Linked DNA regions of Mus musculus: regions 1 and 2 are each linked to region 3. A link is a contact called in public HiChIP or PLAC-seq and promoter capture Hi-C data. All regions are on one chromosome and are shown on one strand. The core of a region is the stretch at or near the end of the contact, and the rest is flanking DNA. Distances in the headings are between cores, read along the strand shown. Region 1 holds the start of Cip2a (cell proliferation regulating inhibitor of protein phosphatase 2A). Region 2 overlaps Morc1 (microrchidia 1). Region 3 holds the start of Nectin3 (nectin cell adhesion molecule 3).

The links. Promoter capture Hi-C pulls out the DNA fragments that hold promoters and counts their contacts. HiChIP or PLAC-seq counts read pairs in DNA pulled down with a chosen protein or histone mark.
Region 1: a promoter capture Hi-C map of pre-B cells shows a contact between it and region 3, with 4 times the contacts expected there. The contact joins the promoter of Cip2a here to the promoter of Nectin3 in region 3. A contact is called at or near these places in 10 of 39 promoter capture datasets (the 3T3-L1 cell line, cranial neural crest, frontonasal cranial neural crest and 5 more), 3 of 484 Hi-C or Micro-C datasets (LSK cells, Sertoli cells and uterus), 5 of 115 datasets of contacts at active chromatin or transcription factors (the NIH/3T3 cell line, astrocytes, embryonic forebrain and 2 more) and 1 of 9 other capture datasets (adipose tissue).
Region 2: a contact with region 3 is called in an H3K4me3 HiChIP or PLAC-seq map of stem cell-derived neural progenitor cells, with 8 times the contacts expected there. The contact joins the enhancer-like site here to the promoter of Nectin3 in region 3. A contact is called at or near these places in 8 of 39 promoter capture datasets (the C10 cell line, cranial neural crest, embryonic stem cells and 5 more), 7 of 484 Hi-C or Micro-C datasets (DN3 thymocytes, the G1E-ER4 cell line, LSK cells and 3 more), 9 of 115 datasets of contacts at active chromatin or transcription factors (astrocytes, embryonic forebrain, embryonic hindbrain and 5 more) and 3 of 9 other capture datasets (adipose tissue, embryonic stem cells and liver).

What each region holds. Positions count from the first base shown.
Region 1 is chr16:48,992,487-48,996,237 of GRCm38.p6, reverse strand. Cip2a (cell proliferation regulating inhibitor of protein phosphatase 2A) reads right to left here and starts at 2,050. Exons shown (of 21, transcript NM_172616.2): 1 at 1,859-2,050. The coding sequence starts at 1,960. Dzip3 (DAZ interacting protein 3, zinc finger) reads left to right here and starts at 2,096. Exons shown (of 32, transcript NM_001110017.2): 1 at 2,096-2,448.
Region 2 is chr16:48,560,446-48,564,033 of GRCm38.p6, reverse strand. It overlaps Morc1 (microrchidia 1), which reads right to left. Exons shown (of 27, transcript NM_010816.1): 16 at 2,394-2,499. Among named protein-coding and RNA genes, the nearest start is that of Gm41458, 52 kb to the left of the region's middle. Within about 2 kb of position 1,488, at least 14 of the 459 cell types and tissues checked have an H3K27ac peak or open chromatin away from gene starts, as enhancers often do. A contact at or near this core is called in embryonic stem cells, neural tube, second pharyngeal arch cranial neural crest and 1 more, where this site is marked.
Region 3 is chr16:46,495,121-46,498,775 of GRCm38.p6, reverse strand. Nectin3 (nectin cell adhesion molecule 3) reads left to right here and starts at 1,809. Exons shown (of 6, transcript NM_021495.4): 1 at 1,809-2,161. The coding sequence starts at 2,002.

The DNA of each region.
Region 1 (3,751 bases), core at 801-3,300, 2.5 Mb before region 3:
TTTTAATAACTAGACTCATGGTCAGTGATGTGAAATGCCATCACATCGAATATCAGACTAGACCAACATGAGCAAAATGACTCCAAGCACAGGTTCTGTGTGGGTTATAAAGTCACACTGCAGTCACACTGCAGTCACACTGTGTGGGGTTATAAAGTCACACTGCAGTCACACTGTGTGGGGTTATAAAGTCACACTGCAGCAGCAGTGCAGACGAATGACTAATCGTGTCTCTCATGATAAATATTTGTGTATCCTCGGAAACTACATCACCCTCAAAAACGGTAAATACTAAGAACTAAGGATGGGCCTGGTTGCGCGATGGCAAAATCAATGCACTGCTAGTACGTAATGCCAAGGTCTTTTTGAAAGGCGTTTTAGCAACATGAAGCATTACTGGATGTGGGCTGGATGGCTCAGCAGCTAGGTGCATGCACTATTCCGCAGACAATCTGAGTTGGAGTAGCAGTACCTCAAGGAGTTCACAGCTGCTATCAAGACCAGCTCCAGGGAACAGAGCCTTGTGCCTTCTGAGGGTCCTGCCCACACATGCGCATACATCACACACAGACAAACATTTAAAAGAATATTAAAATAACAAAAAGAGGAACATAAGCCCTTAAGACCTGATAGTTCTACTGGTAGGTTTATAAAAGAGGGTTGCGTTCAACCATAATAAAAATATATGACTGGAATGCACTTATTCTTAATTCCACACAGTTCTGAAAACAATCCAAATGTATTTTTGGATCCGTGGAACACTTACATAAATATCTACATAAATACTTACACATAAAAAAAGGAGTCCTGTTTATACATACAACCTGAATGAATTGCCCTGATTATCTTCGGTGAATGAAGCCACTCAATATTCAACAAAGAAAACAAAACAGACATAGAAAATAGGCACTTGTGATATCTATTCCAGTTGTCAACTAAGGCTACATCTGGAATGAACTAAATCCAGAAATGGAGGGCACATCTGCCCAGATCTTGAGGCTGGAAGACACAGGCTTCAGACATGGGGCGATGTGCTTTTGATCCAGATCTCGAGGCATAGTGGCCATGAAAAGCGTAGGCCCAGGCAAGGTAGTACATACCTTTAATCCCAGGGGAATGAGACAAGTCTCCTGAGTTCAAGGCCAGCTGGGATTGCAAGTTCCAAATCCAGGTGTGGTGATTCATACCTTTAATCTGGGCTCTACCTCCTACTGGAGGACTACATAAGGACAATGGAAGAGGGAATTCTCACTCTTCTTTGCCTGCTTACACTGACTTTCCAGTTGGAACCTACTTCTTCAGGATTCCCGCTTACACAGATGACCAGCGAAAACAACTAGTGTTGAGGGAGTGAGCAACTACTAGATTCCTGGACTTCCCAGTCACAGCTAGCTTCCCCACTTGTTGGGTTAGTAGGAGCGAAACTTTAAGTCCTTACAATAAATCCACTTAATATAAAGGGATACTCCATAAGTTCTGTGACTCTAGAGAACCCTGACTAATACAGCACCTTAAAAAAAGATCCGGAACACACACACACACACACACACACACACACAGTGCGCTCGCATACACCCCAAAGCCTCCTGGTTTGGGTCCGTACACACACACACACACACACACACACACACACACACACACACTGCGCTCGCATACACCCCAAAGCCTCCTGGTTTGGGTCCGTACACAATCCCCTCCTGGCACCCACTCGTTGCGCACACCCAGTCGCTGTCGCCAGTGCAAGGACAGCGAAGCAGCTGCAGGTCTGCCCAGGGCGAGACCTCCATCTTCCGGCCCCACAAGAAAACAGGAGGGGACCGAAGGAGGGGACACCCACTCGCACCCCGAACCTCCTTACCTCCAAGTGCCTCAGCAGCTGAGTGGCGTTCGCCTCCGACTTAACGGCCTTGTACTGACTGATGCTCAGGAGCAGGGACTTCAAGCAGGCGGTGGAATCCATGCCGACGAGCCGGCCTGTCAGCGACCACCGACACCAGCCACCCTCTGTCTTCAGCGGTCGCCGCGCATTTTTTGATTTTTTTTAAGCCCCACCCCTCTTGCGCCTGGCAGCTTCCTGTTCCGGTCGGACTCCGGAAGTCTGGGAGCAGCGGGTGGGACTGCAGTCGGTGATTGGCAGGGTGGGCCTGGGTTCCAGGCGCTGGGGTTGCGGGAAGGTGGCAGGGAGCCATCCCCTCCCACCCCCGCCGCAGTCCCCCTTTGGCGGAGAGGCCGCGAGGTTTCGGCTGGAGGTCCGCGAACACGCGGGAATCTCGCGAGACGAGCTCGTGCGGGCTCATTCTGTGGAGGGCTTCTGGGGCGAACGGGGGTCTCCGTGCCGCGCGGGCTCGGTCCCCGGGCCTTCCTCGGCCTGGGCGCGGCGGGCTCGGCTTTCCGTGCGTGCCTCAGCCTCTGCCCGAGACACGGCCGCTCCCCCCTAGTCTAGACACGGTGAGGAACTCGGAGCCGCCGAAGCTGGGGGTGGGGGCGTAGGTTTGGAGGCGGCGGGAGAGGGGCCTCAGGTTCTGCGGCCCTGGTCCCTGGTGGCCGCAGGCGACTCGCGCAGGCTAAGACCTGTGGCGGTCGGGGTTCCGTGATGAGGCAGCCGGAACTTTACGGTAGGATTTGTCAGAACCCCCCATAGAGAGAGAGCATCCCGGAGTCGCTCCCGGACGCGTTCTTGTCAGCTTTGATGTCTGTAGGCTGAGGGGCCTGTTCTTGTCTGGCGTGATTATTTTGCACATTTCTGTGGCGTCAAAAAAAAAAAAAAAAAAAAAAAAAAAGAAAGAAAGGCACCGTTGAGAATTTTATTATTATTATTATTTTAATCGGAGGTAATGATGTGCACGGATCTAATAACGAAGTGAGTCAGCAACTGGTTCAGGAGCTTAAGCTAGGTTGTGGGATCGAGTAAATGCCCATTTGACTAAGTTCTTCTGAAATTGTGGGAATTCAGGGAACGTTCCTTTTTGTTTTTTGTTTTTTTCTCGTTTGTATTGGTACCTTTTAAAGACGTCATTTATGTTCATATTAAAAGAAAATAAAAGTAAAGCTAACTGATGGCTGGAAAAAGATTGTGCCGTTGAGATAGTCACATGAGAGTTTGTAGCTAGTGCATTCATTCATGCATTCATTCATTCCATTTTAAACAAACATGTATAACGGGGCTAGGGATTGACTGTCACTCAGAACAAAGATGAGGACGTGGTGCCTGCGGAGAAGCAACCATCTAATAATAGTCCAAATAGGAAAGTACTGTTGGAATTCACTACATAAACGAGGAATGCGTCATCACTAAAACGAAGAGCAGCCAGTTTGCTGACAAGTATTTTTGCACCTTTCTCTTTGTGTCTCTGCATTTTACTGCTTTAGGCTTTTCATGAAGTGAAACCTAAGAGTAGACTATTTTACACGATAGTTTATTCAGTAAATTCTTATTGAGCTTCAGAAATAGTAGCCTTTATTACAAAGCCAAAGTGCTAGAAAGAAAAAAAAAAATGATCTCTTCCATTGACATAACAGGCATATCCCCAAAATGATGCTTTGATCACTGATGCGTGTGTGATGCTGATCCAGTTAGATCATACTAAACTGAAAGCTGAATGAATGATCTCTTCCTGTGACCTAGTGACATCTTACTTGCCACAGTGTCATAACTACACAGCAGCAGCATATGAAAGTATAGCACATACTGTTATGGATGGCACAAATAAACTACTAATGATTCATTTGTTTACTGATCCATACTTTTATC
Region 2 (3,588 bases), core at 239-2,738, 2.1 Mb before region 3:
TGCTACATAAACAAAGCCCAAGGATGACTGCACAAGGATGTCTATACAGCCACCAACCACATGAACCTGAAGACACTTACGGAGCAGCATTTACACAGGACTACTTCATTTGAGAAAAGAACCTCCTGGCCATGTTAAGTTTTTATTCAGAACAGAGAAAGGAAGTATTTTATTAAAATGAAGCACACGCAACTGTCTACCTTCAAAGATCTTTGGACAATTTTAATATGCAGTACAACCTCTATGTATTTTGCATCCTTTCTGAAACAGAGGAGACTTTGCTTCAGCCAAATACAGGCATCATTTTTACCCCGCTGGTGATCCCTGCATTCAATACAGATGAATGCATATCATGAATATAATGGGAGCGTGCTGACAGCTATTTCTCAGAGATTGTAACAAAAATGTAGTTTCCCTCTGTGCTTGAACCAGAAAACAAACAAGACTTCAGTAGCCTCAACAAAACTGGCTCTATGTTAGTTTGTCCAGGCTGCTGGCCCTGAATACTACAATGGGTAAGATGGTTTTAATCATTAAATGCATGTAAAGTGGAACTGAGTTCCATAGGATGTTCTATTACAGACTCTCTGCTTCAAGTTCAGCTTGAAGGGAGAATCGCCAGCAGGTCACTAAAGCCTTCTGGGTATCTGTGCTTTCTCCTCTTAGGGATGGAATGAGTTCACAGGACTTTTATGAAGATGGAAGGGTAAGCTTTTGTGTTTACAAAAGGGGTGTTTCTGTCTCAAGTTCTGTTTCATAGACCATTGTTCATTCAAACGCCATCCACTAGCATTGATTTTGGTGGCTACTAGGAAGCCATTTTGGACCACCAACTGTAGGCTCTGGGACTCTAGGCAATACCTTGTCTACTCTCAAGACTCTTGACAGTTCTTGTTCTCACAGAACATGCCCTAATACACAACCATATCAGGTTTGTTTATATGAGTTTATTTTATATGATTCTATCATCTAAACTCAACAGTGCATAGGTCTCCTGGCAGACATCAATCCCCACTTTTCATGAAGGTAGGTCCAGACTGCGACGCTGAATCAGAGGACTGAGTGAGGTCACAGGACTGATTCCCAGTCTTCCCCCAGGAGTCATCGTATCCACACAACAGACTGTGAGTTCCCTATGCAGGAAGCGTCTGCTCCCAATTAGATGCTCTTACATCTTGCTAAGCCTCCTGCTGCTGTTTTCTGCATATTTTATTATAATCTGTTCAGTGGGGATGACATACAGATGGTCAGTATTATGCCATTGTGTTGAAAGGTTCAGGGACTTCGGGGAACAAGAAATAGAAGCACTTTCTGGTATTTATAGTTTCAGAGTCCATCAATTTTCTGTCAACACAACTAAATTTGTCTTGCCTCTCCTTGCAAGTGGAATTATCTGGATGCGTAAAAGGGACAAAGTTAATGTGGTCTTGAGGATGATTCTGCAATGCTTTGTGAGGCATCCCTAGTTGCTAAGGGATGAGGGCGAGAGCATGCTAGTTCAGGGTCACGGGACAATGGAAGTAAAGAAAGCTGTGAAAGGCAGCTTCCCGGGGGGTTAGTCTTCAGAGCTGGATAAACATACTTGAAGAAGAGGGATTACTCTCGGGTCCACATTAGTAAAAGTGATCCCTTTACTCTTTAGCTCTAAGGACATAGAGGAGATTGTACAGAGAAAGCAGTGCTGGGGTGGGGCGAAGATGCCTCTATTAAAAAGGAATACTAACTCCCTTCCCTAGAGAAAGGATATTAGTCTAAAAGGGCTCGACAGCCATCAATATTTAATCAGCCCTTTTTCCTGTTTAGTCTGAACTTTTTCCTCTAGCATATAAAATAATGGAATCAATACATGACTTAATTTTTTTTTAAATCATATATTCTAACAGCTTAGAGCTGCTGGACACACCCTCTCAGGAACACTCCTGTAAGAGCAAGTTGTTGGCTTGTGTGCATGGATGGGAGATGCAGCTCAGGAGGCCAAGGCTTCCTGCTAGGTGGAAGGCCCACACACATGAGGCCCTGTGCTTTGTGATAGCAGATCTGTTTTTTGTTTGTTTGTTTTGAGACAGGGCTTCTCTGTGTAGCCCTGGCTGTCCTGGAACTCACTCTGTAGACCAGGCTGGCCTCGAACTCAGAAATCCACCTGCCTCTGCCTCCCAAGTGCTGGGATTAAAGGCGTGCGCCACCACCGCCCGGCCAGATCAGTTTAAATCAATAGAAAAATATACTAACCAACAATATTCTCATAGATAGCCAAGGAGTTTACAAAGGCTTTAAAGAGAAATGGGCCTCTAAGGTAAAAATCTCTCTATAACTGACACTTTCAAGGTTTATAAGGGATACCTTAGGAATTTTACATTGACAAGAGAATTTTTGGAGAATTACTCAACACTTACCTGTTTTCCAGGTTGTTGGGATTACTGGCACAAATCCATAGGTCAGGTAATCCTTTTTCCTGGTAATTGGAAGAGGAAGGCAGGACTCTCCATTTGAGACAAAGATCTGACCATTAAGACAAAAACACAAAAGAAATGAATCTATTTAAACAAACAAACAAACAAACAAACAAGTCAGTTCAGCCACACCCGAAGCAGTGGCCCTTTGAGCACACACCCCGTGCCTGTTGACTGTCTATTTCTGCCTTCCAGGAGCTATATGCAAAGCTCATCTAGAAATGTGCAATCATCATCGTGACTGCTCCAGCTCCCTCCAGACTGGTTGCTATTACTTGTGAGCAAGGAACCTCGCTAGACCACCCTCTCCCTCTTGACTCCCATAGTGTCCAGCCCACTCCCATCCATTCCACTTTCCATTCAGATCCACAGAACTGACAGAAAAAGTGAAAGTCAAGATCTATAAGTCATTCACGCACTGCCCTCCGCTGCCCCGCTCTTTCCCTTGATCTTACTCCACAGCCTGTTCTGATATCCTTGTGTGCTTCCCCTTACAATTCCTCCTTGCCTTTAGGCCCAAGGCACACAGCTGTCTTTAGGCTAAACCTAAATTTAATCCTGGATTCCCTCTTGACACAAAGGTAAACATTTCCTGCACTCCTGAGGCAAAAGCAGTTTGCACAGCCAATAAGCCCTTGAACTACCTCCTACAGCCTGTGGGTCTTGAGAGAATGACTTAATTTCTGTGTCAGAACAATATCTGTTAAAAAAAATATTTCTACTAGTATTTATAGAAAGAGGAGCTGAGGATAAGATGGCTTTGTAGTATTAATGACAATAAAAACCAACACCACTAAACACTTTCTCAATCACTTAGCAAAGTTCATACCTATTAGATCACATGTTCACAACCTCATGACATAAGTGCTTATGGGTTATAAGCACCAGCCTTATTTTCTAAATAGGTGATTAATCCTCAGGGATATCCAATGACTGCTGGGATCCCATATGGCCTTTAGCCACTGGAATCAGCGTTTACTTAGCAGGCATCAAATATATGTAGTAACTATTGGGCATTATCATTGTCACTTGGCAGACTCTCACATACTGTCATCCATGGGCCTCATTCATACTTTCTGAACATGTCTTATTCCATTTACTAACTCTCACTGGAACACATCAGTTCATGCATTTACAT
Region 3 (3,655 bases), core at 560-3,059:
CTAAACAGATAATTAGCTGGTGGTTGCAGCAGTGGGCTCTGTCTAAATTTAGCAGTGAAATTAGATTTAGGGAATGTGAAAAGAGGGGAAGAAGTGTTCTCAAGGGAAAGAGTGGTGTCAGCACAGCTGAGGGGATGTCACAATAGCTACAGTTTGTCAATTATGAGCATCATCCGGGGGATCTCCCCAGCAATGCAGGGCAAGGTTTATTCATAAGTGCATCGGGAGGATAGGTGGATAGGTGATAGAAGGCAGTGATTGCAGGAAGACTGGGGCGGGCAGATGGAGGGAGAAAGACGGAAGGGGTGGAAGTAATGAATACAAGTAGCCCCAGTGCTGGGAGCAAGATAAAAAAAGAAGAGAGACTGGATAGGATGCTACGGAGGTGAGTAAGACATCATAAATCAGTGTGTTAAGCCGAGGAGATCCCAGTGACTCAGTCTGGAGCACGACGTTGTCGTGGGCACCAGGCAAGCTTTACTTTAGTGGCCACAGGCTGCTCTCTGGGTGGCTGTTATTCTTATTGGAGCACATCTTTAGCTATCTGGTGGGGATGGTAGGACAACATAAAATTAATGGTGTCCGGCCTCCGGACGGTGTCCTCCGCTTCCACCGCCTCCGCAGATAGCCCAAACTGTTCATCCATCTCCTTCCCCCTACGGTAACTGGGGCTTCAAGGTCAAGTCACTCCGGCTGTGCGTGGCGGATAGAGGAGGAGGGAAGGGCAGACAAGCTTTGGGGGTTTGAGGGAGGGTTATGGTGAATCACAGATGCTCCTCTTAAGGGTAAATGTTTAATACTTCCCGAGGTCACTTTTCTGAGAATAACTCAAAGAGAGACACGCGAGAAAATAAAATTACAAGTGCGAACATGCGAACGATCAAAGAGAAAACAAGACCACACTCGAAGACCTCGCATGGGAGATCCATGGCCTCCTGTTGCCGGTCGCCCGGCGCAGAAAGTGGACAAACGGGCAGCCCAAGAGAAGCAAGAGCTAGAGAGCAAACCTTTCGGAGGGCCCCCTCCTGTCCTCCGGCAGCTCCGCTGACCCTTCCAACAAGCCTCCCTCCCGGTGTAAAAAGCAGGCTAAACGCCTGGGCCAACACCGGTCCCGGACAGAGGAGAACCGGGATGCTCCTGGGGAGGAGGGAGGAGTGGAGAATCTCCTTTCAGTCCCTACGCCTGGGTGAGGAGGGAGAAGGCTGGTCCAGCCCCGCGGTATCCAGCTTCCCAAATTAGGCAACCCCCCGCTCCGACCCGCGGAGAGCCGGTACCCTCATCTTGCCTTCCCCTCACCCCCCTGGTTATCCCTGGTCCCGCTAGGGGAACCTCGCCACTCTGGAGGAGAAAAAGGCAGGACTAGGAGTCCCGCAGCCCTCCGCCTCGGAGCGCCTCTGTGTGCCCCGGCGGCCCCAGCCCCGCGAGGGGCGGAGTGGGCGAGACCATCTCCAGCGCTGGCGAGGGGGGGAGACGAGGCGGGGCCAAGGGGCGGGGCCGCCTTGCCTGGTCCAGATTGCTTAGCCTCGGGAGAAGCCCGGTTTTCCAAGTGGATGAAGTTTTTTTTTTTTTTCTTTTGGAAGTGGGAGGAGCGTGTGGGGAGAGAGGGTGGGAGGAGACTCGGCGGGCGGCTCGGCCGGCGTCCAGGCAGCCCGGCGGCAGGGAGGGCGGGCTCGTCCCGGTAGTGAGGGTCGGCGGCTCCCCCTCCCGCAGGGCGGGGTGGTGCGTTCCGAGTTCCCAGGAGTTCGCGGCGGGCGGGGACCGCGGGGAGGGGAGTGGCGGCGGCGGGCGGCTCCCGCTTCAGCCTCGGCAGTGGCATCGGCGACGGCGGAGTCGAGGCAGCCGCGAGCGCTCGGCCGAGTGGCGGCGGGCGGCGACGGCGCAGGAGCCGGGGGTTGAGGACACGCGCGCTGGCCCTTCCGCGCCGCGGCCGCCGCCGCCGCCGCCACCCAGAGCCTGAGGCGCCGGGGCGCGGGCGAGCGGGTGGGCCGGGGCAAGGCGGGCATGGCGCGGACCCCGGGCCCGGCCCCGTTGTGTCCTGGAGGCGGCAAAGCACAACTTTCCTCGGCGTTTCCTCCCGCGGCCGGACTGCTGCTGCCGGCCCCGACGCCGCCGCCGCTGCTGCTGCTGCTTATTCCCCTGCTTCTCTTCTCCCGGCTCTGTGGTAGGTGAAGCGGGCGAGCGAGGGGTTGAGCAGGGCGGGCGCGGGCGGCGAGGCTAGCCGAGGCGGTTGTGCCGGGCGGTTGGCTGCGCGAGCGGCCGCCGCGGACTTTGCCTGGAAACTTTTCGCCGCGCCCCGGGCGAGGCCCGGGAAGGGCAGGGAGAGCGAACAGGGCGCCGACCGCTGGCTTCCCGCCCCCCGAGGCCGCGCGGGTCGTCGCGCTGGGCCCCCAGGGCTGGCGGTGGAGCTCGGTGCGCGGAGCCCCGCGTGCCCCGGGAACCGTTACTTCCGAGCTGATGCGCCGAAGCGGAGAGCGCGGACTTCTAGGCTGAGGTTAGGATGCCTGAGTGCATGTTGCCGCCTCCTCCTTTCTCTCCGATGAAACTTGAGCTGCAAGTCCGGAAACCCTGTGGACACTAGCCCAGCGCACTGTAGCCTTCGGGTCCACGCCTCCTGGCCTCCGGGAGAAGGCACCATCTTAAAAACCCACTCTGCGCCTGCATCCCCCTTCCAGCACGATTTGTGCCCTGGTAACCTTTGGATCTTTGGGTTGATCCCAGATGGTACCCTCACGCCGCCTTCCAGTTTTTGGACGTCCTTCACGCAGCCCCTGGTTATTTTAGAAGAAAACCTTGTTCTCGGGGACGCAAGATTTACCTTTTGAATACATATTGCACCTACTGTTCCCTGGCTGTTAAAACAAGTAGCCCCGGGTTTCTCCAGTGTGCCTCTTTTATTCCAGATTTAGGAGCTAATCTCTTTGTAAGTTCCGTTCCCGGAATCTGAGACTAGTTTTAGAGACCTACTTTTTTTTTTTAAGGAAGATGAAAATGAAATGATATATTTACTTTTCATGCTAGAGAAGTGGACGTGGTAATCAGTGGACAGCATTGATTTGGTGAAATAAAGCTACCAGTCAGTCTTAGGCTATTGAATGTCTGGGTAATATCAAAATGCCGCAAGGTGTTGTTCATTTAAGGATTGCTGACGGGAAAGATGGAGGAATACAACTTAGATTTAGATTTTTTTCAGACAATGGTTATCAGTGCATATGAAATCTTAAAAGCTGATGTACCCGTATTTATTATAAGGGAGAGATGTGAACAAATTTCCTTAGTGCTCTGATGCAGAAGAAAGAAAAATCTGCTCCTGGTAGGTGAGTCAGGGTAGTTAGTTCATAGGGAGAGGAAATTATGTTGAGGTTGAGTGCCACTTACAGACTGAGAATTTTAGTACATTTCCAGTGCTGTAAGTCAAGGTTTTGATTTACATGGAGTGCTTTGTGAGAAACGACATGCTATCATGTCCAGCATGTCCAGTTTCCATATCCCCACTCTCCAGATGTTTGGTCCCGAGACAACAGCTTTTAGTCCTGTAAGTTTTAAGCCTTTAGCTCCCTTCTTAAGGTAATATTAAGTTCTACATAGAATTTGTATGCTGTTCTTATGAGCCATTACGGCGGCTCGTGGATGGTCCTTAGGATTTCAGTTCCAGGAT